Regions from separate parts of the Mus musculus genome. Here regions 1, 2, 4, 5, 6 and 7 are each linked to region 3. The links are chromatin contacts, called in public Hi-C, HiChIP or PLAC-seq and promoter capture Hi-C maps. All regions are on one chromosome and are shown on one strand. Each heading gives the region's core, a stretch centred on a gene start, on an enhancer-like site or on the middle of the called end of the contact. The rest is flanking DNA. Distances are from core to core; before and after follow the strand shown. Region 1 holds the start of 4930447K03Rik (RIKEN cDNA 4930447K03 gene). Region 2 has its middle 160 kb from the start of Cdyl. Region 3 holds the start of Prpf4b (pre-mRNA processing factor 4B). Region 4 overlaps Cdyl (chromodomain protein, Y chromosome-like). Region 5 overlaps Slc22a23 (solute carrier family 22, member 23). Region 6 overlaps Cdyl (chromodomain protein, Y chromosome-like). Region 7 overlaps Slc22a23 (solute carrier family 22, member 23).

Region 1 (3,579 bases), core at 1,025-3,524, 760 kb after region 3:
GCTTTCACAATGGCCTCTCTTTTCCTACTTCAATTCTTCTTAAGCTGGATATGATATGATGTCACTTTCAGATTTGGATGATCAGCTTTGGTTTTGGAAAGTTAAGTTCTCTCTCTCTCTCTCTCTGTGTATGTGTGTGGGGTTATGTGCACATGTGTATGCAGGTGTACTTGCTTATGCAAGCTCATGTAGAAGTCAGAGACTGATAATCAGAATGTCTTTCTCAATCTCTTCTCCACCTTATTTTTTGAGACAGGGTCTCTCAGTGAACCCTTAGCTCACTGTCTCAGCTAGAACAGCTCGGTAACAGACTCCAAAGAACCATCTGTCTCTGCCCACTGGGACTGCAGTTAGACGTTCCTGATTTTTACGTGGGTTCTGGGGATCTGAACTCGAATCTTTATGTTTACACTCTGTCCTAGTTTTATTCCTGTTGCTGGGATAGATGCCCTGACAGAAACAACTAAAGGAAGAAGGGGTTTCTTTTAGCACACACTACGTTACAGTCGATGGTCGTGGTGAAGCCACGGTGGTTAGAGCTCAAGACTCTGGGAAGCATTACATAGTGAGGAGACAGAGGAAGGAGGTACTTACTCTGGCTTGCTCCAATCCCCTGCCTTCAGTTTTACAGCCCAGGCCCCACAGGAAATGGTGCCAGACATGTTTAGGCTGCATAGCCTCAATTCAGTGGCACCAATCAATTCCCCCCACCTCACCCCCCACAGGCACCTGGGACTGTTTCATTCAATTGCTGTGTCAAATACCATGCTCAAAAGCACTTTAGAAGAGGAAAGGCTTTATTGTGGCTTCCAGTAACAGTCCATCACTGGGTGAAAACCAGGGCAGGAACTCAGGCAGGAACTTGAAGCAGAAGCCATAGAGATGCAGCATCTACTGGCTCACTCACCCCTAAACCCACACTGAGCCAGCTTTCTTTCATTTCCCAGGGCCCCTTGCCCAGAGAGAACATTGCCCTCCACAGTCAGAAGGGCCTCTGTATCTCTTAAAAACCAAGGCAATCTCACAGAGGCACACCACAGACCAACCTGACAGAGATAATTACTTGAGACTCTTCAAGTGATTCCAGGTTGTGTCAAATCCACAGCTAATGCTAACTAGGTCACTGTCAATCTCAACAGTTCTTCACCAGGCCTCCCTTCCACAGTGTGTCGACTTGACAAGACTACCACATACAACAAGCACTTTATCCTTTGAGCAATCTCCACATCCCTAAGTCATCCTAACAGAGCCTTCCACTGCCTCTGGACCAGCTGGCTTTCCACGATGGAGACAAAATTCCGAATGTGGCGGACTGAACAGAGGAAATACTATTTGGGTTCATGGTTTTGGGTTATGTCCTGTTACTTTGGGACTGTGGCAACAGAGCAAGCACATCATGGCCAGCGAATATGGTTAAAAAAAAAAAAAAGGAAGTAAATAAGTATACCTCCTGGTTGCTGGGAAGCCAAGAGAAGAGGGGGAAGCCAGGGTCCCAGGGTACCAGGGTCCCTGTAGGTCCCTGTATTGGCCAAAGGTTCTTTAGAAGACTAGAATAGGTGAATGTGAGTGTATGTCTACATAGATGCATGTGGCTTGCATAATAAGGTTCTGGTGACCTGACAAAGGCTGTATGTATGCAGGAGAGGCTATTCAGAGCACAAAGCTGGATACTGAAGGGCTCTAGCAGGCCCAAGCATGGCAAACACAGACCTGAGAATGGCAAACATGGCTGTCAGACCTTGCCTTTCCCCTATTTCCTTTACCTTGCTAAACAGATTATATTCTTGAAGCTAGTCTCCAAGGTCCCTCACTCCTTCTGTCTGAGGCTAACTACCAAGATCCAGCTATCAAAATATTGAAATCCAGAAATTAAAAGCTCCCTTTGGTTCACCTAATTAACATACCCAAATTAAAACAAAACACCTCACCTAGCACCAGGTTTCCCCCATTTTTCCCTTATAAACTTCCATGTTCAGGTGGGCCATATCTGTCTCCTCTCTATCCAGAGACAGTCCTTTGTCAATCTGGGACAAATATCTTTTCCCCCACTCTCTGTCCTTCCCCTTCTCCCTCATCCTTCATTTCCTGTCTTTGTCTCTTATTCCTTGCCCTTTCTCCCTCTGAGGCAAATAAATCTCCTTTGTGCTAAGAACTTGGTCTTGGGGTGTCTTGTGTGGATTCTGGAACTTTCAGATACCACAGCAATTCCATTCTGGAGCCAAAGGCTCCAGATTCCTGGTGAGTCATTGGTATTCGTTCCAGGATGGAAGGCCGAAAGAAGTCAGAGTCTGATGGTAATGGTGGCAGCGGCAGTGGGAGCCACAGGACTGGAGTCCTCTGCAAGAGACAAAGGCAAGCATCACTGATTTTCCCTCAGAGCTTGTATCCCAGCTGTGTCACCCACAGTGAGGGGAGCACCACCCCCAAACACAACTCTGGAATCTCCCTCAGAGACATGGCCAGAGCCATTGTCTCCTAAGTATTTCAGATTCAGTAAAATTAAACAAGAGCCATTACAGCCCCAATGGTCTGGGTCCCTCCTCCTACAGGTTCTACCTCTTCAAGCTGGGAATCATGTCTTAAACAAAAAGGCCTGTGTGGGACATCCCAGATCCAAACTGTAGCACATGATCTTGGAAGTCTCCATGGCCTTAGTCTGGCATTTCTTCAGAAATTCTGTGAAATATTCAGGGCATCAAGTTGCTCTGCCTTCTTGCTTCCAAGTTGTGTGACTTTGAGCAACTTACTCAACCTCTCTGTGGTTTCATTTCTTCACCTATACATCTCAAATGATCGTTGTACAGTCATTATAAGGTTGAACACAAATGAGCAGTGTATGACACTATTATGGCTTGTCATTGTTGATGACGTGAAAGGGATTACAGGAGTCTGACTCCCTAAGCAGAAAGGCACACCTCTGCCAGTGTCTCCTCTGGAGCCGCAGCTGCATACAGGTCAAAGAACAGGATTACATCGGTGCCACGCTGTAACTGTGGGAGGCATGAGTCACACATTGGACACTCTCCAGAGTATTAGGTTGAATCATATGAAATTGTGAAATTCTGTGGAGAAAACCATGGATTACTATCAGGTGATCCCACTGCCAAGCCTTGAGCAAAGGAAATGGAGAATACAGGGTTTTCAGCACCCCAATGCCCTACACCCTGAACTCTTTCCTCTTGTCCTTGTTTCTTATGATGAGCCATGACCCAGGTTAGATCTTCTGAGTCCACATCTGGCTCCTTAGTCTTGGCAATTGCCTGCTTATCACCTGGAATCTCCATCAGATGCACGTTCTGATCCAGTGGTCCTGAGGAGTAGTCAGGAATCCTAGACTTGTAGCAAGCTTGGGGGGGGGGGGGCAGGGGCTGCCACTTGTCCCCTGAAAAGGAGACTCCTGAATATCATGGCAGCTGTGACTCATGGCATCTGCAGAGAGCCCAGTGAATCCTTCCTCTTGCAACATTAACACGTCAAGACAGAATTAAGAAAGTGACTGAAGGGCGGCAGCACCTGTCAAGCTCCTGCCCTTCCCATCTCCATGGTTTTCAGATGCTATCCCACCAGTAAGCCCACAAA
Region 2 (3,219 bases), core at 421-2,920, 630 kb before region 3:
GAACATCTCAGGGGTGAAAAAGCTAACCCACTGCAGCCTCCATGGTGAAGAAGGGGGTCCTGTCAAGTGGCACCAGCTGGGAACCTCTTGCATAGTAGGGCATAAAGCCATAGGCATGAAGCCAAGGGCAGGGGACGCTCTGCAGATGTGCCCTGCTCACACTGGTGCCAGCGGTCATGCTGCCCTACCGGGGCTGGGCCAACAGCTGCTGGTGGAGGAGTGAGGCTGGCAGCGGCTCTGGAGGGAGGCATGTGCCGGCTCGGCGCCAGAGCTGAAGAGCAGTGGGCAGCTGCTGGGAATCGAAGACTGGACGAGAACAGAGGGTACCATAACACCCCAGACTCCCTGGCATACCTCCTCAAAGCAATGTTACCGCTGCCGTTGTATTTCCGGCTCCCCAAATTCTGCGAACACTGAGTCTCTCTCCTCTTTCTCTGTCTTCAGGGCCCACGCCAGGCTGCTACTCAGCCTTGTCACACAAATGATTGAACAAAGTGAGGGTGGGGGCTGGGCTGGGGCTGGCTGGGGACAGTTTTTACGAGCTCCCGGGGGAGGGGGGCGGCTGTTCATTTATCCCAGCAGCAAGGCAAATACTCTAAAACCCGTGACCCCACCCTTTTCAAAGAAATGTAATTTGCTCTTGTCAATAACATGGATTTCCCACCTCAAAAGAGCCAACATTTTCTCGTTATTTATCAAATCTTTTACACTCTGATGACTAATGAAAAACTCTCTGGCAATTTGTTACTGTGTTGGCATTGTTTACCATCAGAAATGACACTAGAACACAGGGGCACTCCGTTACAATTGCATTCAAAGTTTACTCTCTCCCCAGGGAGCATATACCCCCACATATCCATAGGGGCTGATAACCATTATGAATACAGCCTTTATGAATAATCTACGAGGCACTCAGCACCTCAAAACACCACATTGCAATTCATCAGCTCATTTTGGCATCATGAGAGTGTTTGTGATGTCACCTCAGTTGAAAAGAACGAGACTTAAAGCAGGGAAACATCTTTACTAAGGCCATATAGCAAGTCAATTGCAGTGTAAGTATAGGTCACCATAGCCTTCAGCCAGAGCTCCTTCCTCTGAACTGTGTTTGTGAAGAACATGTTAGAATCAGGGAAAACATGTGAGACACCACACACACACACACACACACACACACACACACACACCACATACATGTTGTTGTTTTTTTTTTTTTTCCTGCTGGGCTGTGTTTCTCCTGTCTGCAGCCCAGGCAATCTTGAAATGTGCAATAGGTACTTCCTTGGAAATCAATAGGGTCATTTTATCCGGCCACATCATATAAAATTGGCATTTACAAATTAAGATATTCAATTATCAACAACTCGATATATTTCTAACTAATTGCTCTCCCTGGCTTCATGCTGGGCGTCGTTCCCACATAGCTGCAAACTGGCCTTTTCTTTGGTTTAATTTGGCTGGTTTCTCCACTTTCAATTTTGCTGCCCCTTGGTCTGAATCTGCCAGTGACCTCAGATCATTGTTTTACCAACCTCCATAACTAATTGAGCCAATTGCAGAGGCAGCTGGCCAAACTTCGCAATTAACCCCAAATCCAGTCACTCAGGGTGATACAAATATGACTCACAGATGGGTAGTTTACAAGAATTCTCAACAGGTCTAGCCTGTTCCTGATTCGGCAGGAAAGGAATTCTCTTAGTATTCTGCTGTTTGTCTGACCTGAATAGTGTGTGCTGGGTCGTGGGACACTTCTGAAATTGTTACAGGGGGGTCTTAGGAACTTAGGAGGGTGTCTTGGCTGAATGCTAGGTGGGCTAGCCAAGTGGCCAAAGACATATTTATTAGCGTCATTCATTTTTACCATCCGGCGGAAGCTCGTGTCTTGTTCCACTCGCCTGACTCCCACCATCTGGAGTGAAGTCAGGATATGCTCACCAGAAAGCAGGGATGGACAAGCTCCAAGTGGGGGCTGCCTGGCAGAAGGGCTGGAGGCTGCCTGGCAGAAGGGCCTCGGCCACCACTGCAAGATGTCAGAGCTGCCTGCTTCCTGCATACGGTTTGAGAAATGAGAACAGTGCTCTCTTTCTGTGTTTTCGGGTTACATGATATTTTTGTGAACCACTTGATGTAGGGCTTGAGAATAAATCAAGCTGGGAGCCCTCTGGTACTGCTGACTTGGAGAATGCCCTGAAGGTGTGTCTCAATGATCTTTCTCTGACACTGAGCGCTTTGTTTTCATTTTGCACTCTAAGCAGAGAGAAACCACAGAAGGCCAGGGCAAGAAACCTAGCATCTCTTAGAAAGATAGCAGAACCCCGGACTAATGCTGCAAAGAACATTATAGGAGTAGCTGGCCAGGGTTCTGGTGAGAATTTTGGAAAGCATGTGGGAGGGATGTAAAATATTCCTGAAATCAGTGAGACGACAGCAGCAGGATGTGAGCCCTGTGGAAAAAAAGAGAAAATCCAACCCTGAGTTGTGGTCTTTGTTGATTTCCATGGAGTAAAAATAATCCCATTGTGGCCAATTTTGAAGTGGCTTAATTTAACAACTGGCTTGCAAAATTTCTGGGTGTTTGATAATCTCTGCAGAGCTTGTGTGAGCTGATTCCTAAGTGTACTCTCTTAGGGGCTCCAACATTAAAACGGGGCAAATGTGCTACACACTTTAAAATATAAGGATCTGGGCCAGAAGCAAGTATCCCAGGGAGACCCAGGCCCCATCCTCTCCTCTCTCAACCCATCACTGCCTGGCTCCCTCAGGCCCAAGATCAAAGTCCAGATACCCTGACTAGAAACACTGTGCTCCCAGTCAGTGCTCGGCAAACTCCCAGAGCCTGTGTCTTTTCTGGAAACGGTCTCCAGCCTCACCACTGCAAACATCACAGTGCCTGCCATGAAAGCCGGTTCCCGCTACAGCCTAGCAGGCAGAGCCACTAGAGGACCAGACTGCTGCTCTCCTGGAGGGAGGGAAAATGCTGAGGGTGGGTGTTGATCCATCACTGTGCACAAGACAGTTTTACATCCCAGAGTGGGCCCAAGCATAGTTTAAAACAGATGTCCACCAGAGTAGAAACTCAATCCACCATTTAGGAAGGTAGAAGACAGCCTGTAATTGGGTAGGTTTATAGGACTATGGGATGGGTTTATTCCATGAGAAATTTCTGTGATTGCAACTGGAAGAATTCAGTGTTCATTAATAAACTATTCTTGCAGGTAT
Region 3 (3,675 bases), core at 58-2,557:
GTTCTCTGCTAAGCCCAATTGTCACAACCACAATGCAACTTTCAAGCATACTTAATAAAAACAAATTCTCTGTCAAGCTGAGTAAAGTAAATGACAGGGGAACCCCAAACTAGATTCTCAGCAAAGAAACCAAGCTATCTGTCACAAGTTGCTGGAAACGGTATCAAACACTTTCCTAAACAGGCTGAAAACATAGATAATGCAGATGTAACTGGGGGGTGGGGGGTGGGGGGGGTTGCTGTTGCCACCCAGTCTTCAGTGGTATTCTCTTTAAAGTTAAGCTTTCCTCGCATAAACGTGGGAAACAAAACACTGCTCTTCTTTAAGCAACAGCTAGTCCTTTTGCTTATTCAAGGATGTGTTCTCTTGGCTTCAAATACTTCTATAGTCGCTTAATTAAAAACACAGATTAGAATGATTTAGAAGTAGCAACGATTCCTAATACTTCTCCCATGTCCCTTCCTAAAGGCAAAAACAAACTAGGGCAAAAAACTGCCAGGCCTCAAAACCCAGGTAGTCTACCTTACTTTGCCTCAAGTTTGAAAGTTAGAAATAAGCTACCAATGGACAGAGAAATACCGGGTTGTGGTTGGAAGGAAGAGTAAAGGGCAAAGGACTTCGCTAGCACAATTTCCGGGACAGTCAAAAGTGTGACCCTAGCACCCCCGTCTCTGCTTTTACCATCAGCAGGATCGCAAGGATAGCATATGCGTTAGGAAAGCGGGGCTTAGCCTGCCGGCCGCCACTATTCCTCGGGTCTCTTTAGGGAAGGAGATCACCGAGGGTTGAGATCGGAGAGCTCCACGGTCCCCCAGGGAGGTGCAGGAAGGCGCGACCTCAGGGCAGCAGCAGCCACCACGCTAACTGGACCTGTAGAGGCCGCTCGTGCCGCCGCCTCCCGGGGCAACGACGGACAGCAGGCCGCGCTGCCGGCACCTCAACAGCCGCGGCCCCACCGGCAGCAAAGCCCAGGCCGCTCCCACGCCTCCCGCCGCACCACCCACGGCGCGCGGCAAGGCAAAGTTTGGCTGTCGCCGTTAGGCCTGAACTTTCCCGCCCGTCGCGCAGGTCGCCGCCGCCGCCGTCCCCCGCATTGCCGGCCTGGAGGCCCAGCTCCGACACACCCGCGCGGTGCACTTACTCAGCTTGCTCCCGCAGGGACGGGGGCTCCGTGGCGGCCATCTTGAACTTCCCGACTCCTCCGCGATGCTGGCGGCGGCTCGGCGAACCGTGGACGCCAGTGGAAGCGGAGGAAGAAGGGACAGGCAGCCGCGCATGTGCGGAGCACGTAGAGAAAAGCGGCACTCGGGAGTCCGCGCTAAGAATCCGGATAGAAAAACTCGGCGTCCGGGGGCGGGGCGCGGAACGTAACTTCCGGGGCTAGGGGGCGGGCCGTGGGGAGAAGAAGGCCTGATTCACTTAGAGCGCTGGTTATGTGTGTAAGTGTGAGTGTGTAAGTGTGTAAGTGTAGGGACCTGCTGGAGACAGCAGCAAAGAAAGGGGTCGGGTGCATTGCTGAGAGCTGATTCTCCATGTGATCCAGTAGTGGGTGAAACCTGCTGTGTCTCTCCTTGTTGCTGATTGGCTAGCGGAGAGCTCGTAGACCTGGCCTAATTTAAACAGCCAGAATATCTGCCAGGTCCCCTTTTGACCTTCTGTTCTTTATGGTATGCTTTATATGGGAATTAAGTTTTCTGTTTCTGGGAGGAATACGTTGGAGATAATGGTGATACTGAAATAAGACCGATTTCCGATTTACAGACACCATTCTTCACAGAGTAAAATAAAGCACTTCTAAGCCCGGACACACAAAATAAATGTAATAAAAATGCTCTTGTCGGGCAGTGGTGGCGCACGCCTTTAATCCCAGCACTCGGGAGGTAGAGGCAGGCGGATCTGAGTTCGAGGCCAGCCTGGTCTACAGAGTGAGTTCCAGGACAGCCAGGGCTACACAGAGAAACCCTGTCTCGAAAAACCAAAAAATAAATAAATAAAAAATAAAATAAATAAAGCACTTCTAAAGGAGCTGGTGCTGGAAAACTTTTCCATGGAAGATTTTCTTTTTCACCCAAGTTCATTTCCACGCTATTACGAATTGGAGAGCGAAATCGATGCCTAAAGGCATCCCAAGCTGTTACTGTTAGCAGATATTGAAACATTAGCTTACTCGTGCAGGAAACGTTTACAAAGTGACAGACCAGACAATTACAATTCCTTGGGTTTTTTTTTTTTTTTTTTTTTTTTTCCTCTTCGGGGCCCTGGTAAAGGAACCGCCCGACCCATAGCCGCAGTTTCCGCGGATCAGGACGGAAGTGAGCTCTGCACAGCGGAACCAGCTTCCCGGAAGTCTTTTGGCCAGCCGGAGAGACGCATGCGTGCTGGTGGCCAGAAGAAAGCGTGGGCGTGTTCAAAGCTGCGGGCGGTGGTTGTGGCGTTAGAACTGCGGCGGGCAGCTATGGGGAGGCCCTCCCAGTTCCCTGCTCCAGCTCAGCTGGTCTCCGCCTCCCGATCTCAGCCCCGACCTCTCCTCTGCGGCAACGTCAGCACAGCGGCTTGCCAAGATTGCGTCTGAGCGTACCCCAAGATCCCTCAAGTAGAGGTCCGCCTTGTTCGGTGACACCGTGGAGACCACGGCGCCGGCAGACAATGCAAAAAGTTGAGGCTTTGGAGGCAAGCGTGTCTTTGTGAACGTTTCATCTTTTCCTACCATCTGTGGTTGCTTCAAGTATTATTCCAAACGAGCTGGGCATTCTTTAAATAATTGAAAAATATATTTGAAATATGTGTATTTCTGTGGAGAGCTACTAATCTCGTACACGGTTGCCATGGAACCCAGTGAGCTCTCAATAGGCTAATTGTAACAGACTACAAACAAATTACGAGCATCGTAAAACCCGTTGACTCTTGGAGTTTCCAGGTGTCTTTGAAGAGTGTAGAAGCCATTTGAGCAGCACTTAGGTTTAAAATTGGGATTTGGACCTTTAATGGGAAGACGCCAAACTGGTGTTAACACGCTTGAGGCATCATGCCTGTCTTAGTGTAATTTTTTTGTTGTTTTAAAATACTTCTGTGCATTTGTGAATTTGGACAAACTCAAAGTAAAGGAAAATCATCCCCCAAGTGGATAATTCCACGTTGAACCAGCCCGAACATGTTGGCTTATTTTTAGCCCTTTCCTATGTGAAATATTAAATTTCACACTTGTGTACACAGTGTCATCGCTTGCTCTTTTTCACATAGCAGTTTTTGCTTCATTCTGGTTTGCCAAGCATCTTCTAACTAGATTGTTGTCCTTGTTACTAGGTATCTAGATTGTATCAGCTTTGCAGCAGTATTAACTATAAAGAGAAACACCTAGAACAATGTTCTAAAAGTAAGGGCTGGCTGGTGAGGTGGCTCAAGTGGGAAAAGATGCCTGTCAAGAGACCTGAGGGCCCAGCAGTGGTGTGGCACACACCTTTAATCCCAGCGCTTGGGAGGCAGAGGCAGGCGGATTTCTGAGTTCGAGGCCAGCCTGGTCTACAGAGTGAGTTCCAGGACAGCCAGGGCTACGCAGAAAAACCCTGTCTCAAAAAACAAACAACAATAAAAAAAAGAGACCCGAGGAGCTAGGTTCAATACCCAGACCCCCTCATCGATTGTCTTCTGACCTCTGTTCATGAACACACAAAATAG
Region 4 (3,506 bases), core at 550-3,049, 900 kb before region 3:
TTTTCTCCACCTACAGGCTACCGGCTACACACACGTGACCTAGGAGCCCAATTCTAGCAAAACAGATGGCTTGGCACTGGTGTCCTGAGAAGCAGGTAGCAAGCTTAAGGATATACACAGAGCACAACAGCACTTCAAAATCCAATGTTTAAAACAGTAGAGGGAGTAACCGAACCTTGAGAGAAGTAAGTCATGGGGTGGAGATGGGAGAAACAACTTTCTAAAGTTTTCACTTTCTCCAACATGGTAAATCAGACATCCTTCCTAGAACAATAAATACACCCACAGTTGAATAAAATGCCTTCTAAAGTCAGGTGTGGTGGTTCATGCCTTTAATTCCAGCACTCAGGAAGCAGAGGCAGGTAGATCTCTCTGAGTTTGTGGCCAGTCTGGTTTATAGTTTGATTATAGCACGTTCCGGGCCAACTAAAGTTACATAGTGAGACCCTTTTTAAACAAACAAACAAGAAAGCCTCTTAAGGGCTGGAGAGATGGCTCAGTGGTTGAGAGCACTGATTGCTCTTCCAGGGGTCTGGAGTTCAGTTCCCAGCAACCACATGGTGGCTCACAACCATTTGTAATGGGATCTGATGCCCTCTTCTGGTGTGTCTCAACAGAATGACAGTATATTCACATACATAAAATAAATAAAGATTTGAGGAGGGAGGGAGGGAGGGAGGGAGGGAGGTAGGGAGGGAGAGAGGAAGGGAGGGAGGGAGGGAGGGAGCCAGCTAGCCTCTTAAGCTGGGTGGTGGTGGCGGTGACAGAGGCGCACCTTTAATCCCAGCACTCAGGAGGCATAGGCAGGTGGATGTTTAAGGCCAGCCTGGTTCATTGTGAATTCCTAGACAGCCAGGATACATACACCCTCAAAAAAAACACAAAACAAAAAAGAAGAGAAGGAGAAGGAGGAGAAGGAGAAGGAGGGAAGGAAGGAAGAAAGGAAGGAAGAAAAAAGAAAGAAAGAAAGCAAGCAAGCAAGCAAGCTTTTCAAATACTGCAAAACAAGCCATCATTCTCAGCTGGCAAGGAGGGGTATTTTCAGGAATACTTATGGAAAGGTTTTGAAAAATCAAGGAAGCATTCCCCCCAAAAGCCACTAGTGCCTGTGATGTAGAGCTGGGACACAGGACTGGGTGTTGAGATGGGAGGTCAGATCAAAGTCCCTTCAGGTAGGAAAGGCCCCAGGTCAAAGGGCAAATAGGGAATGGACATGAAACAGACCTACTTCTCAGTCTTCGTTATATGGCAGATCATTCCAACCTTCAAAGCAGGATCCAGCCTGTCCACCTCCAGGAGGCAGAGGATGGGTGAGCGCGAAGGCAACTTTTATCTCCCTGCTTTCCCTAACAGAAGTACTCCTCAGATGCAGGCCCAACGTAGTAACCCACAGCTACAAGCTACCGAGTGCTCCAGGGGCAGGGAAAGTCTAGCAAAAGCTAAGGCACACTGCATTGGACCCGTGCAGGCTGAAGAGGGGACAAAGTACCCCAGCATCAGCACAGTGGACGGAGCCAGCATCAGCACAGCACCTCTAGGGCTGTCTGCGTACTGACACCCACCTGTAGGTGAGACTGTAAAAGGGACTGTACAAGGGACTCTTGCAGGCAGACTGGCTGCGGTGGCCTAAGGCTTATGGGCCCCTGGAGAATTCACCACTACTGAAACACTGCTGCGGACAGCAAACCACCAGGGCAGAAAGAACAGGTGCAGGGAAATGGAAGGACCCTTCTAAACAAAGGGGAGGGGGAGAATGACAGACAGACCCTGGGCTCCACAACACCAGGGCACCTTTTCAAGTGGCTGCTGAGGACAGGAGAGGGCGCTCTAGAGCTGCGGTTCCAGAAACCCTCGATGACCGCCCCTCCACTGGAGAAACGCAAGACAACTTCAAATGTGTTTGAGAAGAAAGGGACCAACAGTTGGGTTTAATACAAAATCATCTCGATTCAGATGTGAACAGAATAATGACCACAAAGGCAATGGCAGCTCAGCAGGAAGCCATGTTCATGAAACAAACTAGCCTGCTATTTACAGGGAAACTGAACAATACACTTTTTCTCACAGCAGAGTACTGAAGAGGCTACTCTGACACCGCAGATATCTTGTGTGAAAACTGAACTAAAAAGAAAAATCTAAAGACTACACAGGTAATAGGTAATAGGTAATAGGTAAGAATGGTGAGTCTGTATTTTCTGGTTAAGGTTCTACCCTATCCCCACAGTCGTGGCTGTGAACCTGTGGCAGGCAGTTAAGAGCTGGTCTTTGCTGTTGGTGCTTCTCAACCGTAACCGTTGTTGCCCATGTTGCAGTGACCTCAAACCATAAAATTATTTTTGTTGCTACTTCATAACTATAATTTTGCTACTGTTGTGAATCATAATGTAAATATCTGTGCTTTCTGATGGTCTTTGGCGACTCTGTGAAAGGGTCATGTGACAACCCTAGGGGGTTGTGACACACAGGCTGAGAACCACTGGGGTAACTGGTCTCACATACCAGAACTCAAGAGTTGGAGGTGAACTAGAAAAGCAGGGTACTGTGTGCAGGACACAGGCGTAATAAGGAACAAGCACAAACTGCTGCAGCTCAGCTTCATGTGCACCAGGTAGACCACAGGCAGCATGGCGAGAAGGAAGCTGGGCCCAGGAAATGTAAGCCCAACACGGAGCCAAATCCACAAATCTGCTTTCCCAAGCAAGCATGGCTAGGGCAGCAGAGCTTCCAGTGTGTTGTGTGTAGAACTCACAGCAGGCAAAGCGGAAGTCTATGTCAGATCCTCAGCCCCAGTCCAGCCTTCAGGGACATGAAGCCCAGGGGAGTGGACTGGCTAAGCGCAAGACCACCACAGCAGGGACTGACCAGCTTGTAAGTATAGGGGCGCAGTCCTTGGCCTCCGTGTAACGCCACCGTCTGCTACGATAAAAACCCAGCAACCCTCCTAAGAACTTGAAAGGGCTGAGTCTCTGGCACATGCACAAATTTCAAAAAAAGAAAAACAGCAAGGTAAACCCAATACATAAGCAAAAACTGTAAAATCTGATGCCAAGTGATTCCTAAGTAAGAAATAGGTTCAAAAAACTTATGAAAAACCATGTTGCCAATGAGTGAGCAGAAAGCAATCTCAAAACCGAGACTAGGAAAGTCGAAATTCTAGAGCTAAACAAAGTAGTTTAAGTAATTAAACCTCAGGGTGATCAGAGAACTTCAGGCGCGCCATCAGGTACCTCGATGCCTTGTTGGAGGGTTTCTCCGTTGGCCTGGAATTTCTCCAAGTATGCCGAGCTGGCCAGCCTGGGAGCTTCTAAGCAATCTACCTGCCTATTCTTCCTGTTCCATCAACACTGGAGCGCAGTCAGGCACCACCAGCTTGTTTCTGAAACAGGGTCCCTCTCTCTGTGTGTGTGTCTCTATGTGGCCAGCCTGAGCTCAGCAGACGCCTGTGTCTACCTAGCAAGTGCTGCTGTAAAAAGGCATATGCCCCCCCACACCCAGTTGACCACCAG
Region 5 (3,612 bases), core at 117-2,616, 630 kb after region 3:
GAACATGGCTGATAGCCAGAGGGTCTGTGAATGACAGGAAGGTTCTTGGGTCTGTGAGACAGGCTCTCAGATGTAATGGAAATGTTACAGCCATCTGATCCCCTTCCAGATGTGTGCAACCCCCCCACACACACACACACATTTATGCAGATGTCATATGGAGGTATTCCCACCTGCTGCTCTAGCTGTTTCATTGTGTGTTTTTCCTTCTTGGCAAAAATCCCACACTTGGATTAAGGTCAGTTTGCAATCCCTTTTTTATTTTTGAACACCGGTAAGTCACACTAAGTCTCGGGCACTAAAGAAGTCTGGACATTTTCATAGGAGGTAAGAACATGACTTATAGACTCTCATGGTTCCGTTTCCCATGAGCCAGGTGAGTCCCAAATAACAAGTTCCTGATTGTCAGATGGGAAAATGAGAGTAAGGTGGAGATCATGAAGCTTGGAGAAATTGAACCTTTAAAGCAGGTGTCCTTAGTAAACATACCAGAGCAGCTGAGACTCAGGGTACACACACACACACACACACACACACACACTCTCTCTCACCCTCTCATTCTCTGTATATGTGTGTGTTCGTGTGCACTCCTAAACCATGTTTGTATTTATATTTATGTATTTCATGTGTGCCCTTATGTATCTGTGTGTGTGTGCAGATTCCCCAGTCAGTATCAGGACAAGAGACTTTATGTGTCTTCTAGAACGGTGGTTCTCTAGCTGTGGGTCACAAGCCCTTTGACAGCCCTCTATCTCCAAAAGTACATTTACATTACAGCTCTTAACAGCAGTCAAATTGCATTTATAAAGTAGCAATGAAAATAATGTTATGGTCGGGGGCCATCACCACATGAGGACCTGTATTCAAGGGTTGCACTTCTGTAGGACAAGCTCCTCTTTTCCTCACTGTTCTCTTGTGTCCTCCTGTTCTGATGTGCCTGGGATTCCTAGACTCTATAGAAGGGAGACAACAGGGTACTTCGACCTTGACTCTAATTACAGAGAGGAGCAGTTTTGCCAGTTGGGCTTCGGGCCACTATGTCCCTTGGGCATTGTTCTCTCTTGCCCTGCTTGGCTTGTCCACAGGAGGCTCTCTGGCATCCTCAAGATGCTTCTACCATCTATACTGTGTGGCCCAGGCCTTGACATCATTTCCTTCCATCCTGCTCATCTAGGGACATGCATCTCTGTCACAAATGTGTTACAACCTGCGTCTCCTGGTTATCCCCAGGGAAGCAACAAGTCTCCTTGGTGACCGTATCGGTGACAAGTAGTAGGAATGTGGCATCCGTAAGGCCCTCTGGCTTTCTTGGCATGGTGTCGGGTAGGGAGGAGACAGGGAGGAGATCCACTGTGGCTCCTGAAGTGCGCCCATCTGAGGCAGAGCCAAAAAGGGTGAAGGCTAGAGAGGTTTCCAGAGCAGCAGGGAGGGAGGAGGGCTAGGGAATGACAGAAAGGGCCTTTCATCCAGACTCTGTGCCTATACGCTGGGTTTTTGTCGGCCTAGTGCTGTGCACAGCCTGGCATTCTCTGGACACAGCCCTGGGGTGCCCAGCTCATCACCCCAGCCCCATAAAATCATGGCATGTGCCTTTCTGCCAACACTAGTGGATAACACGAGATTCCCTTTCCCCTTCCCCCCCTCTCTTCTTTTTCCACCCAAGGAGGTTAAATCACCAGGCGCTTTCTTTCCACAGTCCTCAGATTACACTGGACAAAGAGCCCCGACTAGAATGCTAATGGGGAGCTTTCTTTTCCATCAAGGGGGCCTTACAAAGGCTGGGGCTAGAGGGCCTCTCCAGCCCTCACTTTCTTTCCTGTAATTCTAGACAAATAGCATTAGCCTTTTATGAGGCCTTTGTCTGCAGGCATTCCGAGGGTACTTTTCATCTGACGCTGCTTTCTTGAATTTTAAATGGACAGTGTTCAAATCGCCCAGCCTGGCGTTACTTCTGGTAGCGAAAATGCAGGCTCCCAGCCATCAGTTGGTAAATTTAAAAAGGGATGGTTTTAGAGAACACATCTTTCTCTCCCGCCACAAATTAAATGCCTCAAAAGGAGAACAGCATTAAAAATTAAAATGCTCTTTGATGGTCCTAGATTGTTCCCCCTCTCAGTACAGACAGGGGGGTCTTCTTGCCTTCTCCCTTGCTGCCCCCATGTTCCATTTGGGCCGTCTCTGATGTGGTTTGGGGCGTCCTTTTTTCTGGGAGTCATGTCTTTTAACAAAACCACTGTTTGCGTTTCTAAAAATAACATTACTGACTTTTCTGACAGAAGTCTGAAGCACATGACAAGAACACCCCATTCTGAATCCTGTTTTACAAATTGGTCAGATGGTCCATTCCACAGCCTTTGGGGCAGGTGTTGTCACCTCTATAAAAGGCTAGAACAGAAACATTGCAGCTGTGGGGAGCCTGCTACCGCAGCTCAGTAACTCCCTTCCTTATAGCCCAGAATGACCTTAAATTCAAATCCTCCCGCCTCATCTTCTCACATGCACTGCTGTTCAGATGCAATAGCAGCCGGGACAGTCTGGAATGAAGCTAAAAGCTGTGTTCGTTCTAACAAAGCATTGTTTGTGAGGGCTAAAATCTTAATTCCATACAAGCTTCACAGCCCTTTAAAAGTGTCATGTCATTCTTAGCGCCAAGCTGGCCATGAATTGTACAAAAACAGGGCAGGGGGCAGGGGGCAGGGGTCGTTTCCTTAAGTTTCTGACCCTTCTTGACAGCAAGGTTATACAGCAGTCAGTCTACAACACATCCCAGAAGATTAAGGTTAGAGTCCACTTGATGCTTCTTGTTCGGTGTTTAAAAAACAAAAGCATTCCATGCATTGCACATAATACAGATTAAGAGTTTAATGAAGATGCACACGTGTGCCTGTGTCTCCAGTCACGATTATCATCTAGTGTCTGGAAAGAATCTTGCATCTGTGATGCTACCTCTTCCTCCGGATTGTTGAACACAGGCTTAGAAGTCTACGAAGAGTTAACACTCCCTGGTGGTGATCATCTCCATCATGTGATGGAGGAGTTAAAACCCCAGTATGGGTCCCTTCTTCAAAGGTTGTATGGGAGAGCATTAGAAGCAACAAACCTGTCCTCGTAAAGCATGCTAGAGTTCTTCCCACTTTCCCATTCAACTCATTTCTAAGTTGTTTCAAGAATTTCTCTTCTCCCCTCTCCCTTTCTATCTCCCCATACAGTGTGATATTTAAACTACTTGGTTGGTTGAATATTCAATATTCTCTGACAAACAGAAGCACAATGATATGTAGGAAGAGAGATGATGCATCCTAATATAATAAAAACAGCTTATACCAACATTGACAGGCTAACTACCAGCCAGGCTCTGAAGAGGTGCCGGGAGAGGAAAGAAAGGATATTCCTACCCTGTTTAGCACCTGCAGGGATACACTACAGATGATTCACATCAAAGAGAGAATACCCCAAATGCCAGGGGCCACAGGGCTGCCGTGTAGCTTCAGACCTGTGTTTTGATAGAAGAGTTGAGTCATTCCTTGGACTAGATTTAGACAGGAGAGGGAAATGCATTCAGGATTCCCACTAGCCAGTTCTGTGCTATTCAAGGCTTAGGGGACAAAACCC
Region 6 (3,319 bases), core at 714-3,213, 930 kb before region 3:
TGGTGAGATAAGCGGCTTCCTCCACTCCCCGCTCCTATCATGGTAGGCTGCTGGCTGCTGGAGCCAAGAAACCATGGGCTGAAATCTCTGAAACTCCTAGCCCAAATACATTTCTTGTAAATTGACTTATGTTAGGTGCTTGTTAGAGCAAAGGACAGCTACTGATTCAACCAAACCTTGTATGCTGGGCAGTGAAAAGCTACATGGTAGAACTCGTTTGAACAAAGATGCTAGACAAAGTTTGTGTGTGGCGGAGGCGATGAAAGGAACACAGTGAATTTCATGGATGACAACGGTCCCGGTGTCTAGCAGACAGTAGTTATACAAGTGCATACGTCTGTTAAGATTCTATACACCTGAGAGCTATGCATCTTCTACTCGACCTCACACAGCCTACATAACAGAAGACCATCTACGCGGCTCTTGGCATAAAAAGAACCTCTGACTAACAGTACCAAATACTGCCACCAGGGGTACAGTGGCCCACAGCTACACAACAGTTTCTTATGAGGAACCCAGCATAATAGTTCCCAAGGCCTAAGCGGTGGTGAAGCACATAGCCATTCCCAATGCCAACACTGAACACATGTGCATGTGCACAAAACAGAGGCACCACAAAGTCAGGCAGAGATGCTGTGCATAAGAAGATTGAGACTGCATAACTTTCTCTTCCACATCAGTACAGCCAGCACTACAAACAGAGTGGGACAAATTCTAAGCGACCCATAAAGAAAAACGAAGCACCAGTAAACACAAATATCATCTCATCTCACCCGAGTGTAAGGCTTACCAGGCTGTGAGGAAGCTCTTGGGAGGCCAAGTGTGGATTTCACAGAGCGCCCCAACCTTACAGTGAGCATGGGGGGTTTAAAGCTGTCTACTTACTAGTTGGGAACGCAGCTAAGGGATTCCAAGGAAGGAATTGGAGATAACCACACATGTTCACGCTAGGCAGGCGGAGAGCAGGAGAGCCAGTGGGCAGGTGAGAGGAAGACTCCATGGCTGTGCTACATGTGGCTGCATCCCCTGCCTATGTGCCCGGGCATTCAACCATCTTGAACCATCTTAAAGCCCAGCACACTATGCCTCGTGTTACTACCTTCATTATTGCATTCACCCGGTTTATTCTTAATGCAGGTTGGCAGAAGTAAGGCTGCTGCACTTCACATGTTTTCCAAAGTGTTACATATTAAGCTAACTTCCAGAACAAAGACAAAGGAGAAAGGCTGTTGCTTAGGTTATTAGCATGTGTGAATTTCCACCCATCCCGACTACCGCACAGCACAGTGATGGCCTGATCTACTTCTCCCCTGTCCTGTGGGCACTAGACGCACAGCAGTGAGATCACAGCGCATACGTGAGTGTGTACAAGGCCACTCTGCCTCAATGAGATCAAAAGTTCTCTATGAATAAAAAGATGAAACGGATCTTTCTCGCTGGAAGTTCTGACACTTGTTACATTATCCACCCATTTTTGAATCAATCAAACTCAAGCTGTCAGACTTGGCAGCAAATGAGTTTATCTACCTAACTGTCTTGCCAGCCCCGATTCACTTTCTTCTTAAGAGGTTTACCCAAATCAAAATAAATTAAAAACATTAAGGGAAATGCTGCTGAAAAAAAGACAAGGCTAATAAGCCACATTCCCAGGTTTGTCTATCTTTCTCTCTCTCCTCCTCCCCCTTCCCCCTCTCTCCTGAATACGTGCAGAATAGCATCTGGTACAAATTAACGTGTGTGTGTGTGTCTGCTGCTTTTATACTCCACAAATTACAAACTGAACCAAGCCTTCATGTGTGTGCTGAATACACAGGGTGAATCAGAACCACTTCACACAATGCCACAACTGCAAACACAACCATGCACTCACTTCACAACTGTGTCCTCTTCAGCTGCCTCACAACAGCAGACAGCGTTGCTGTTTCTCTCAGGCCACACAGACCAAACATGCTAAATGGAAAGCTTGAAAAAGTCACATAAAGGAATTTCTGTTGTGTGTCTGAATGACTGGTACTATGCTGTACAGCCTAGCTTTATTAAATGGAGAGACAAAGATGGAACTGTAGAGGGGCTAAAAATAACTAGAAATTCTGAGGCTGGGAATTTTTTGTCTGGCTCTATTTTCATAACACCACAGAAAAGTTAAAAACTACAGTTTATCTGAATTTATCTTAAATTTTAAAAATTTTGCCAAAACACTCACTTTAAAACTCATGTTCCATGAGCAAAACACTCAGCCCTGTAATGACTTGACTATAAAGGCTCTGGCCAGGCTCGTGTGTTTGAACCAGCGGGTGGAGGTTAGAAGTGGTCTGGGAACCTTTAGAAGGGCTTAGCTGGAGAAGCTGGTGGCTGAGGAGTGTGGGCTCATACCTGTCACCTACTTCCTGAGCGGCAGAGCTGTCAGCAAAGCTCCCTTGGCCACAAAAGTAGCTCCCAGCCCTGCCTCCCTGTCATGACTGACTGTGCTCCCTCCGCTGTGACAGTGAGCAACTCCTGGCTTTGAGACCCTGTCACGACTGTGTTCTCTTAAACTGTGAGCCCCAATGAATCTCCTCTTCTAAGCTGCTTTAGCTACATATTTTACAGCAAAAAGAAAAGCAAAGAACATAATACAAACCCCAAAGCATGTCAAAACTAAACTAAATACAGAATATATCAGGCACAAGATAGGCTCTTCACAGAAGAAACATTTGTACATCTCACCCACTGGGTTTAATTAAAAATGTTCTCAATTATAAGCTGTTACTCTGTTGTTAGAAACCCAGCCTTCTGCTAACAGAGCTCATCCATCAGAGGAATAAAACTCAACCCTGTATGAAATATAACAAGGCTGTTCTACAGCCCACAAAACACAACTCAAACCCTAAGTGGACACTTGCATGCACATGGAAGTCTACTGGCAGACAAGGCTGTTTAGGAGGCAGGGTGACTTGACTACATCGACAGAAATCGTGGTGGCGCACACCTTTAGTCCCAGCTCTCGGGAGGCAGAGGCAGGCAGATTTCTGAGTTGAAGGCCAGCCTGGTCTACAAAGTGAGTTCCATGACAGCCAGGTCTACACAGAGAAACTCTTGTCTCGAAAATCCAAAAAACCAACCAACCAACCAAACAAAAAACAAAAACAAAAAAACCCCAAAACAACAACAACAACAAAAAACCCATCTTGTAGCATCAGTATCTCAAAGCAGACTCCTATCGTGATGCCTCTACAGAGCTCAAAGGTCTGCTCTGTGTACTCACTGGCAGACGCCTCTCTTCACATGTCTGTGTGTTCTTCCAGTCAGTTACTGCCCATTTCCACTCTTATTCCCTAAG
Region 7 (3,468 bases), core at 710-3,209, 670 kb after region 3:
GTAGGGGACCTGTGAAACCAGTACTAAAAAGGTGGCAGTTTGATCTCCCTCAGGCATTGGAACTGGCTAACTCCAATCAGGATAAGTTTCCGAGGGAGCTGGGAGAGGTGTTCACAGTGGTGATGAGGCATCTGCTAGGTATGAGGACAAATCAGGGCAGGCAGGAGACTCCCACATGACAAGTAGATACTGTATCCAAGGTATCTGTCTGCCACCCTGATGGGCGTAGGATTAGAGCCTAGGTCAGAAGATGGTCCCTTGGAACAGCTGTTTGGCCCATCCCCAGCAAGCTGTAAACAGAGGTGCCAGTAAAGTTCTAGTTAGGTGCAGAAGTGGCAAATTCATCTCTTCTGCCTCTTTCCCTCCTTACCCCACCCCCACCCCCTTTCCTGGTAATTAAATCTAGAACCCTGTGCATGCTAAGGGAGCTCTCAACCACTGAGGAGTTCATCCCAGCTCCTTTATATTTTATAGTTTTAGATGAGGTCTTGCCAAATGATCCATCCTGGCCAGGAACTCACTATTCTAATCCGACCTAGCCTCCAGCTTGCTATCACCCTGCCTTGGCCTGGCAAGCGCTGAGATTATAGGTCTGCACCACTTTGTCTGTCAGAGTACCACATTTTCTGTATCACTTGCAAATGGTGTCAAATCAGTTCCCTGTACAGCTTTGCCCCTTTCATGCCCTGTGTACCTTCTGATTTCTATGGCTTGATAATCACTTCCACAGGAGGAAGAGTGAGAAAGTGGAGAATATTAACTGGGGTTTGTGGGTGGATGAGCACCAGCTGCATGCAATATAATGTTACAGATTATAGGTGTGTCTGTATGGGAGCTAAATCTCAGGTCTTTATCTGCTAAAGGCATGAACAGAGTAACATTTAGGGTCATGTCAATCCCTATGTATGCAGGGTTGGTCCACTGTAAAAAGGCTAATGTCAAAGACTTCGTGTGCCCTGCCTGAGCCTGCAGCACTCTGAGAATGCTGTGCACAGTGTGGCTGAGACTGTAGCACTATGAGGATGCTGGACACCAAGTGGCCTGAGCCTGTAGCAAGCACTATGAGGATGCTATGCACAATGTAGCATAGTTTTGCCTTTGAGAGGTGACTTTTAGCCTCAAATCTCAGCAGATAAGATGGGGGCTCTAGCTTGCCAAAGCTTCTGTGGCAGTCTACTGATCTCATTTCACAGATTCAGAGAAATTGAGACCCAGATGAATAACGGACTCATTTAACATCACAGCAACTTTCTGGTGTATTTCTACTATCATTTTCCCAGGGGATTATGGGACCTCAGTTCGTGAAGCACACTGGACACCTTTGAATAACTTCCAATTGTGTTTAATTCCATTCAGACCTTTGAGTCTGTTGCTGTTTCTTTATTTTCTTTGAGGACTCTCTAGATTTTTTTTAAGATTTTATCTATCTTGATTAGAATGGGTATTTTGCCTGAGTGTATCTCTGTGCATCACATGCATGTAGTACCCATAGAGGCCAGAAGAGGATGTTGGATCTCCTGAAAGTGGAGTTACAGATGATTGTTAGCGACCATGTGAGTGCTGGGAACTGAGCTCTGGTCCTTTGAAAGAGTGCTCTTAACCACTGAGCTATCCTGCCAGCCCCTCTAGAATTTTTTTTAACTGTTCCATACATGATCATACCCAGAGAGTCAACAACTAGAGCTAGAGTTATCTCTTTGAATCAGAAGTGCCCTGAGTTCCTTCTACACTCATTTTCGTATGCACATATGGAAAGGTCATCTCCATGAAGTTATACTGACCTTTTGTCCTCTCTGGGCTCGATTTTGTGTCCTGCCTGTATGCCTGCTTGGTCGAAGTTCCACACTGGGCTGGGACATAGGCAGTGGTGCAGTATGTGTTTAGTATGCTTTCCTTCCCAACAAAATAACTTCTTGCAGCCTAAAGTGTGGCTCTTTGCCCTAATGACTCCAACTGCTCCATACATGTTTATTCTGTGAATGATGTCACTGTTGAATCACAGGCAGGAAGGTGTGTCTGTGTACACGGGTATCGCCCTAAAATTAAACACTTTGCAAAACAAATAAAGGAAAGACTTAAGGGTACAACTAATTTAATAAAGCATTGGTGGTTTTATTTCCTTTCTGTACTTTATTTATGAGTAAATGTCCTAGTGCAGTGAATTAAACAGGACACACATGCTTTTTACTCAGAGAACTGCCCAATTGGCTTTTCACCAGCGTGTGTGTTTAATGAACTCTCCAAAAGGCAGCCCAAGCCTCTATTGAAATCAGTGTGAGGGTTCTTAAAAAGCTGCCAGTGCATAGCTATTATCTCTCCTGGGTGTGTACACTAGAAAGACCGAGTCAATGAACACAGAGACATGCACACCCAATGCTTACAGTAGCACAATAGCAAGATATGGAGTCTGTCTAGGTGCCCATCAATGGGTGAACTTAGAAATATGTTGTGTATATACACATGGAGTTTTAGCCATTTCTAAATGTTAGAAGTTCTAACATTTGCAGAAATGTGGATAAAACTGGAAGTCATCATCAGACTCAGAAAGATGAAGAGTGTGAATTTTCTCTCCTGTGTAGAATCTAGATTCAGGAGCAAGTAGGTAAGGCATTCAAACAGAAAGAAACTGCTTGGGAAAAGAAGCGAGGGGTGAGAAGGGGGATGAGGCATACGATCTAATGTGTGATGTATGTTAATGAAAGTGTTATAGTGAAATCCCTTCTTTTGTATAGTGATATATTAATGAACAAAAAAGGCTGTCCTGATAGGAAGCTGGTTGATATTAGATTCTCCCACTGGACAAGAAGACAATTCATTGCTTTTAAACCTTAATGATCATCCTTATACCATGTACCAGTTTTTTAAAATTTTAATCAGTTGTATATATTTATTACTACAAATTGAAATAACAAAATTTTCTTTATTGCAAATTTCCGAAAATGAGAAAAGTTCTAATTATTACCTTCTCATCAAACGACCCCAAATTCTGTTTTTATGTTCTTTCACATTACCGTATTTCATCTCAGACTTGAGACTTGTAAAGCACACGGACCACTTCAGAGTCATTGTGCTTGTTTGAATCAACTCAAGACATAAAAATATAAAGAAGTCATTTGCAAGCATCCAAACTGCTCACATTTCATGTAGAATTCCGGTGACAAGTTAGGAAAAGCTCACAGCACGTTCCCCCCCCTTCCTACCCTCCCCCCCAAAAAATGAATTAAAATAGAACAGAGAACTCAAGCTCAGATTATTAGTTGCTATACACCTCAATTTTCAAAGAGTAGCTTTCACACCTGCTGTATGGCGTTACCAGCAGTAAAGAACAGGATAGCGTCTAGACTTAAATTGACTTGTCTTATTTATTCCCTATTCTAGTAGTCCCAGAAGGGTCCCACCGCAAACTGCCAGCGCATTTGAGCTGTACATGGCTCTCTTCATCCTGGACTCCATTAAGACCAGTGCTTA

The links. Promoter capture Hi-C pulls out the DNA fragments that hold promoters and counts their contacts. A called contact is a pair of places that touch in the nucleus more often than the background predicts. HiChIP or PLAC-seq counts read pairs in DNA pulled down with a chosen protein or histone mark.
Region 1: a contact with region 3 is called in an H3K4me3 HiChIP or PLAC-seq map of pro-B cells, with 5 times the contacts expected there. The contact joins the promoter of 4930447K03Rik here to the promoter of Prpf4b in region 3. A contact is called at or near these places in 5 of 39 promoter capture datasets (the 3T3-L1 cell line, embryonic stem cells, frontonasal cranial neural crest and 2 more), 1 of 484 Hi-C or Micro-C datasets (B cells) and 14 of 115 datasets of contacts at active chromatin or transcription factors (bone marrow-derived macrophages, craniofacial prominence, embryonic forebrain and 9 more).
Region 2: a contact with region 3 is called in a Hi-C map of cerebral cortex, with 2.8 times the contacts expected there. The contact joins the enhancer-like site here to the promoter of Prpf4b in region 3. A contact is called at or near these places in 2 of 484 Hi-C or Micro-C datasets (cerebral cortex and muscle stem cells) and 1 of 115 datasets of contacts at active chromatin or transcription factors (pancreatic cancer cells).
Region 4: an H3K27ac HiChIP or PLAC-seq map of differentiating embryonic stem cells shows a contact between it and region 3, with 10 times the contacts expected there. The contact joins the enhancer-like site here to the promoter of Prpf4b in region 3. A contact is called at or near these places in 5 of 39 promoter capture datasets (cranial neural crest, embryonic stem cells, hippocampal neurons and 2 more), 2 of 484 Hi-C or Micro-C datasets (nephron progenitors and olfactory sensory neurons), 13 of 115 datasets of contacts at active chromatin or transcription factors (the SCID.adh cell line, T-cell acute lymphoblastic leukemia, cardiomyocytes and 9 more) and 2 of 9 other capture datasets (embryonic stem cells and macrophages).
Region 5: a contact with region 3 is called in an H3K4me3 HiChIP or PLAC-seq map of embryonic stem cells, with 11 read pairs. The contact joins the enhancer-like site here to the promoter of Prpf4b in region 3. A contact is called at or near these places in 5 of 39 promoter capture datasets (the SN4741 cell line, cranial neural crest, embryonic stem cells and 2 more), 1 of 484 Hi-C or Micro-C datasets (embryonic stem cells), 12 of 115 datasets of contacts at active chromatin or transcription factors (astrocytes, a beta-TC-6 cell line, bone marrow-derived macrophages and 8 more) and 2 of 9 other capture datasets (embryonic tail and embryonic trunk).
Region 6: a contact with region 3 is called in a promoter capture Hi-C map of hippocampal neurons, with 4 times the contacts expected there. The contact joins the enhancer-like site here to the promoter of Prpf4b in region 3. A contact is called at or near these places in 7 of 39 promoter capture datasets (the 3T3-L1 cell line, HPC-7-derived erythroid cells, cranial neural crest and 4 more), 9 of 115 datasets of contacts at active chromatin or transcription factors (astrocytes, effector CD8 T cells, embryonic forebrain and 4 more) and 1 of 9 other capture datasets (embryonic stem cells).
Region 7: an HNF4G HiChIP or PLAC-seq map of pancreatic cancer cells shows a contact between it and region 3. The contact joins the enhancer-like site here to the promoter of Prpf4b in region 3. A contact is called at or near these places in 11 of 39 promoter capture datasets (the 3T3-L1 cell line, the SN4741 cell line, cranial neural crest and 5 more), 27 of 484 Hi-C or Micro-C datasets (the AML12 cell line, B cells, the C2C12 cell line and 19 more), 20 of 115 datasets of contacts at active chromatin or transcription factors (SST interneurons, bone marrow-derived macrophages, cardiomyocytes and 14 more) and 3 of 9 other capture datasets (adipose tissue, embryonic stem cells and liver).

Annotation. Positions count from the first base shown.
Region 1 is chr13:34,111,967-34,115,545 of GRCm38.p6, reverse strand. 4930447K03Rik (RIKEN cDNA 4930447K03 gene) reads left to right here and starts at 2,274. Exons shown (of 5, transcript NR_046184.1): 1 at 2,274-2,352.
Region 2 is chr13:35,500,707-35,503,925 of GRCm38.p6, reverse strand. No RefSeq gene overlaps it. Among named protein-coding and RNA genes, the nearest start is that of Cdyl, 160 kb to the left of the region's middle. Within about 2 kb of position 1,670, at least 99 of the 459 cell types and tissues checked have an H3K27ac peak or open chromatin away from gene starts, as enhancers often do. A contact at or near this core is called in cerebral cortex and muscle stem cells, where this site is marked.
Region 3 is chr13:34,873,161-34,876,835 of GRCm38.p6, reverse strand. It overlaps Prpf4b (pre-mRNA processing factor 4B), which reads right to left and starts at 1,307. Exons shown (of 15, transcript NM_013830.3): 1 at 1,142-1,307. The coding sequence starts at 1,182. It overlaps Gm36839 (a long non-coding RNA gene), which reads left to right and starts at 1,596. Exons shown (of 2, transcript XR_382181.1): 1 at 1,596-1,667; 2 at 2,268-3,208.
Region 4 is chr13:35,770,379-35,773,884 of GRCm38.p6, reverse strand. All of the region lies in intron 3 of Cdyl (chromodomain protein, Y chromosome-like), which reads right to left. Among named protein-coding and RNA genes, the nearest start is that of Cdyl, 110 kb to the right of the region's middle. Within about 2 kb of position 1,799, at least 22 of the 459 cell types and tissues checked have an H3K27ac peak or open chromatin away from gene starts, as enhancers often do. A contact at or near this core is called in differentiating embryonic stem cells, where this site is marked.
Region 5 is chr13:34,247,230-34,250,841 of GRCm38.p6, reverse strand. The region is part of intron 3 of Slc22a23 (solute carrier family 22, member 23); the gene reads left to right. Among named protein-coding and RNA genes, the nearest start is that of Gm52037, 51 kb to the right of the region's middle. Within about 2 kb of position 1,366, at least 118 of the 459 cell types and tissues checked have an H3K27ac peak or open chromatin away from gene starts, as enhancers often do. A contact at or near this core is called in astrocytes, differentiating embryonic stem cells, embryonic limb bud and 3 more, where this site is marked.
Region 6 is chr13:35,804,390-35,807,708 of GRCm38.p6, reverse strand. The region is part of intron 4 of Cdyl (chromodomain protein, Y chromosome-like); the gene reads right to left. Among named protein-coding and RNA genes, the nearest start is that of Rpp40, 100 kb to the left of the region's middle. Within about 2 kb of position 1,963, at least 29 of the 459 cell types and tissues checked have an H3K27ac peak or open chromatin away from gene starts, as enhancers often do.
Region 7 is chr13:34,206,757-34,210,224 of GRCm38.p6, reverse strand. The region is part of intron 4 of Slc22a23 (solute carrier family 22, member 23); the gene reads left to right. Among named protein-coding and RNA genes, the nearest start is that of Gm52037, 11 kb to the right of the region's middle. Within about 2 kb of position 1,959, at least 18 of the 459 cell types and tissues checked have an H3K27ac peak or open chromatin away from gene starts, as enhancers often do. A contact at or near this core is called in pancreatic cancer cells, where this site is marked.